2 separate regions of the Sus scrofa genome follow, and region 1 is linked to region 2. The links are chromatin contacts, called in public Hi-C maps. All regions are on one chromosome and are shown on one strand. Each heading gives the region's core, a stretch centred on a gene start, on an enhancer-like site or on the middle of the called end of the contact. The rest is flanking DNA. Distances are from core to core; before and after follow the strand shown. Region 1 holds the start of DSEL (dermatan-sulfate epimerase-like protein). Region 2 has its middle 390 kb from the start of DSEL.

Evidence for each region. Hi-C and Micro-C count contacts between places; a contact is called where the count stands out from the background.
Region 1: a contact with region 2 is called in a Hi-C map of embryonic fibroblasts, with 2.0 times the contacts expected there. The contact joins the promoter of DSEL here to the enhancer-like site in region 2. A contact is called at or near these places in 14 of 47 Hi-C or Micro-C datasets (adipocytes, embryonic fibroblasts, epiblast stem cells and 9 more) and 1 of 2 datasets of contacts at active chromatin or transcription factors (skeletal muscle).

Annotation. Positions count from the first base shown.
Region 1 is chr1:154,917,590-154,920,598 of Sscrofa11.1, reverse strand. It overlaps DSEL (dermatan-sulfate epimerase-like protein), which reads right to left and starts at 1,267. Exons shown (of 3, transcript XM_021099387.1): 1 at 908-1,267; 2 at 1-90. LOC110261617 (a long non-coding RNA gene) reads left to right here and starts at 1,528. Exons shown (of 3, transcript XR_002345981.1): 1 at 1,528-1,634.
Region 2 is chr1:154,531,782-154,534,481 of Sscrofa11.1, reverse strand. No RefSeq gene overlaps it. Among named protein-coding and RNA genes, the nearest start is that of DSEL, 390 kb to the left of the region's middle. Within about 2 kb of position 1,436, at least 3 of the 83 cell types and tissues checked have an H3K27ac peak or open chromatin away from gene starts, as enhancers often do. A contact at or near this core is called in embryonic fibroblasts, where this site is marked.

The DNA.
Region 1 (3,009 bases), core at 18-2,517, 390 kb before region 2:
ATCATGAAGTAACCACCAACTGGGAAAGAAAACTCCCCTTTCACCAACAGTGAGGTCTCCTTTCTGCTCCTTTTTCATGACACTCTTTTTCTGGAGGAAAAACAAAACAAATTCTCTGAAGCTACTGGTAGGCTGGGAATGGACAAAAACGGAAGATTTAAATGCTCTACCATCCCTTCATAGAAATTTTAGAATCACAATAAAATCTGTTATTAAGTACAATCTAAGTTTGACCAAATGATTCTTTTTTCTTCTTATACTTTTCAATGCACACATTAGGATAACAATGAATAGTGGCAGAAGACAAGCGCTACAAGACAGAACTTACCCCGGAGTATTTAACTGTGTGGCTTGCTTTTAGTCTTGTAAAATGTTTTTAATTCAAGTGCAGTTAATACAAGGTGAGTCCTGCTGTCATTCTTGTTTGGATCATGAAGGACTCAGAGACAAAAAGCGAAAGTTGAAAGGACCATTTTGATTCAGTTCGAGGGTTTAGGTTTCAAGGGATCAGAAGGTGTCTTTGCAAGGGGAACTACCAAGAACAGGCACTTTTCTCCAAGGAGAAGTCATGACAACGTGTGGGAGCTCTGCTCCAATCTCTCTCGCCTGTGCCTCGTTTTACATCCTTACAAGAAGCCACCAGAGGGAGCTCAGACCCAGACTTAAGGAGCGGCTTCGCAGCTGCCCGTCTTGGCTTCTGAAGAACCTAAGCAAGTTTCAGTCTTGGACAAGTCTCCTCTCTGTGGGAAACATTAACGCTAGGAGTTTCCTGATCCGCCCTGCCTGCCTGTTGCATTTTTTTTTATTCGCTTCCTACGAACAGGCCAACTCTATCCCCCGCTCCCCATCCCCGACCTCCGGCTGTGGATTGGGGACAAGAGACCCCTAAATGGCCGAGTCTGCTTACCTTGGTAGGTCTGGATGGGGTCTCCCGGCAGCGGTGGGCCCCAACGAGACGGAGGCGGAGAGTTCGAGAAAACTGCTCTGCACAAGGAAACGGGCCGCTTGGTCCCCGGCAGGGCTCCCCGCGCCCCCTGCCCGGCACCCCCAGCGCTCCAACAGGCTGTGGCCCCGCGCTCGTCTCCCGCCCGGCACTGGACACGCCCGCTCTCGGGAAACGCCGGACGCCCCCGGGCAGCCCCGGACCGCAGAAGGCAGATGCGCGCGCCGTGGGCGCTCTCGGGGGACGCAGTGTCCAGCGGAGCGCTGGCGTCCCCAGGTCCCAATGCCGCCGCGGCCGCCGCTCCTCAGTGCCAGCTCCGGCGGCGCGGCCCGGAGAGGGCGAGAGACGGCGACGCGGGCAGGGGGCGGGGCGGGAACGAAACGAGGGCGGGGCAGGGGCGGGGCCTCTGGGCCTGGGAGGGCGAGGGACCGCGAGTCGGGCTGTGGGCGGGGCGGGAAAAGATGGGGCGTGGCCTCAGGGCCTCGGGCCTCCGGGAGAGCGAGAGCAGGAGATCTGGGGTGCAGGTTGTGGGGCGGGGCTGGAGAGAGGCGGGGCAGGGGGGTGGGGCCAGCGGCCCCCCCGCCCCCGAGATCCGAACCGGAGGAGTCTCTTAAGCTTGCGTGTTCCCGGCTGCAGTGGCTGCCTTGCGGTATGGGACGAGCGGGGCCCGAGCGGGCGGAAATTTGAGAGTGTGAGTGTCTGAAGACTTCTCCCGGCTGGCGGGAGGTCTCTGCTGATATTTCCCCTTTGGTTGTAAGGAAAGGACGATCAAACAGGGCTCGGAGGGAGAGGGAGATGAGAGAATGTTCTGGGTAGGATTAGAACTGTTGGGAGAAGCGGGCCGGGCAGGATGACGCTGTGGGATATCGGGAAGCACCCTTTAGGAACGACTGAGCAGTGAATGAATGTGAGTCAGCCTGGCTGAGGTTGGTGTCATTTAGAAATGCAAAATCAATGTACCAGATTAATATGACACTGACCTCCAGAGCACAGATACTAAAAATCAGAGGAAAACAAAAAAGACTAATCACCTTTATTGATTGAAATAAGTTCTCCAGCGGTATAAATATGGAAAATATGGGACAAACAGATGAAAGGAATCTCTTTCTTATTAAAGAAATGGAACCTGGAATTAAGACCCACAGGCATCGAAGAAAGTGTGGCTCAGGTACCATCATATGTGTGTGCAATTCCAGACTTTGGTACTCGTAGAGCAGCGGTGACTCCTATGTTACCGGACATAGGGAACTTCTCAGACATCTGAGATTACATTTCAGCAGGAGTCAACCTAAGGTTTGCCCTCTACCATCACAGATAACTTAGTAATAATAGGAAAACTGTGAAATATCAATTGTTTCAAATGAACAACCCCTCCCCAGTTGGGAATTGATGACACCTTCAGTTTCCTCCTATTCCATCCCATTTTGGTAAAATGAACAGATGTGCCTATTAAAAAGTGAGTGCCTTAGATCACTTAGTGGTAAAACCAAGCAGTAGATGTTGCTGGCAGAATAAATTTCAAAATAATTCACCTGGGAGGTGAAATGTGGCCTCTATCTCCTCATCGGTCTTCTCTTTTATCTCCTTGGGGACCCTCCTCCAGTCCAAATAGCCAAACTGGCTTTTGTTTTGGTGCTTTCATAACTATGCTTATCCTGTTCCTTCCTGCATAGCATTCTCTGCCCAACATCTCCATTTACTAGTTGAATTTTTTCTGACTGTTGAACTTCTCTTATCATACTTGTCTCAGCACAGATGCTTAAGTTTGTCTGTAAATACACCCTAGATTTTCCCTAACCAGAATGAATTACTCTAGCTCTCTATGATTTGTATCTATATTCAGCCTTTAGATCATTTGTTTTATGCTTAGTATTTTCCCTGGCTGACTCCTGTGTTCTGTTTAAATCTGTTTCAGGTCATGAGCAGTCTCTTAGTGCCCTTCATAAGGGCAGTATCTGTGTTTGAAATAAGTTGAACCTTCAGCAGTTGGACTCACATAGAGCATTGTCTCCTCCACTGAGGTCCATTCTGAAACAAGGATTCTCCTTGGAACTCCAGGGACAGAA
Region 2 (2,700 bases), core at 187-2,686:
CACCTTCATCTTAAAAGAATCAGAATAAAGTACCTAAGAATAGGTTTGCTTCAATAAGGCACAGCTGACTTTTAAGAGGTCCAAATGCTGATTTTCGAGGTTTCATAAAACACAGTTGATGTTTCAAGAACAACAAACCAGCAGCACTTTGGAGGGAAGGATCCAGAAGGAAACAAAACAGCAAAAATTTGTTCTCAGTGGGTCATGTACTGGATGTCTAATTGAATTAGGGGATATAGAACTGTAGATAAGCTGAGAGGAATGAGGGTCCCTGACACCATGCACGGACAAGGGCAGGCAGCTTGAGAGATGGCCACGAGGCTTTCAAGATTTTCAAGGTGGTACATCTGTAAGAATCCTTCATAGATGACATATGAATCTGTTATGTCAGTGCCCACCAGAGCTCCACCTAAACAGATGATTTTCACTTAAAGGAAAGCAAATACATTGCAGGATTTTGCTGCTTATGATTTTATTAACAGTGGAAATCCAGTTTTATAAAACTAATTTTTATAGAAAATATATTCTTCTTTGTGAATAGAAAAAAACATGTAGGTATGTGTGTGTGTGTGTGTGTGTGTGTGTGTGTGTGTGTGTGCCTTTCCTCAGGTTTGCTTCTGTCTCTAGTGAGACAGAAAAAAAAAAAAAAAAAGAAAAAAACAAAACCCAAACTCATCAGAACTAATAATCCTCTAGTGGACAGCCTTAAAGTGAGAAGGACACAGAATTCCACATGATAGCGCAATTATAGAAAGAAAAAAATGTTCCACATTTCTTTGCCAAGATTTCTGTTATATCAATTCTTCCTAAGCTGTCCTTTATTAGGGCAGGAGCATTTTTGTTTGGTCAGATTTAACAACATTCTCTTCAAGCACAGTCATTGTGACTTTGTACATTATGAAATGGAAGATAATTATAAAAGGAAGAGCAGGAAAGAACCAGAGGTATTCATCTGCTCTTATTTTCCTTAGCATGTCTAAAACAGGGCAAAACTAATAGTATTGCATTCTGCCTTTTGCCAAACTGAGAAGCAAAACCCAGTAGTTGCCTAACCAAGACTATTTCCTGATTTTAAAGAAAGCTGAAATTGTGCATGAAACCCTCCTGAGTTCTCTGGCAATGAACCTCACAGAATAATGAGAGAATATTGAATCAAGAAAACTATTACTAAGGGCAAAGCTATCCATATCTAATGAGGCCAAAATTGGGTGAAGAATGTGGAAAGAACTTGGGATAATTTGTCCCCCAAACATCCAAATCAATAGGGAAAAATTGAAAAACCTAAAGAAAGGATGAACTGGAGGTTATATACACTTCAGAGAGTTTTTAAAGAGCTTATACCTACTACTTTTCCCAATGATGTTTACTGAGACCAGTGTACGTAATAAAGCCTGTGGCTATTCATCTGTTTCCTCTCATATTCTTTGGCATTGCTGACCAAGAGGAAAAACTGGGAATGGGCTGTTGTGGATGGTCATGATCCTTGTTCTCTTGTGAATCACCTCAGTGACTGAGCAATTCCATTGGATTGCTGCTTATATTGTTCTTCCTTCTCCTTACTTTTATCAGAGCATTATGGGTTTTCCCTGAAGGGAGACACAGAATTAGAAGAATCAAGAAAGGCATTACAAGATAGGATAACCTTCTCTCCATTGAGACATAGCAATCACTTAAAGTCCTTCCTTCTTACTTTAAAAAGCAAAAAAAAAAAAAGATCATCCAAGTGGTATGTTGCAAATATAGGTCACAGAAATAACTGTGAAATACAAATAGGGATGGTTAACCAAACTAAGTCAGATACTTTATAACTAAGAGATAGTCTGGGTAATATATACCACTATTGTTCCGCTAATTGACTTTGATCAAAATCAAATCCAACAGTACAGCACAGAGTTGAATAACCTATTTTTTCCCCTTTTGCTGGTTATATGGTTAATGATAGAAGTTTCCTATGTTATTAAACACTGCCCCAGTCAGAAAATAAAAAATTCAATTTTGGATCACTAATACTTAAAAGATAAATATCAACTAATCCAATAACATATAGACATTGTTGTTTAATATTTGCAGTATAATCCATCGACCTCCAATTGCCTATAAGATCTCCGAGCACATTTTTAAATCATTTTTGCTTAACCTGTCTAGACAATTCATGTAATTGTTACTTCCACTAATTTGGATATTTTTTTTAAGCATGTAAGATTTTTCTGGGTTAGAAAGCAGAAAGTTGGGAATGATGATCATTGAATGGGGTTCGATAGAGAGCAGGAATAGGAGAAAGGATTGAGGATCAGTAATGCATTGGGGATATAAAGGAAAGTGTACCTTACAAAAGAGATGGTCAATTCTTAACAAACTCTGTGAAAGAAAAAAAGGAAATCCACTTTGAACCAAAAACATGCCATGCCTGTGACAAATAGACATAATTATTGGGCAACCTTTGGTCTCTCCTCAGATTTCACATTTTTTTAAATTGGCAGCATCCCAAGGATCCTAGAAAACACAGCCAGAGGCAAAGATAAATTGCTGATGCTTTATTCGAAAGATGAAAATCCAGGTCAATGAGAGTGAGGACAAAGAAAAATGAGGCAGAGGATGATGGAGGAAATGCAAGATGATTTGTTACCCAGTGCCCACTGCTTACAAGATGTGAACAAATGCCAAGATTCGGCTATTTGCCTCAAAGGATGTCTTTAGGCA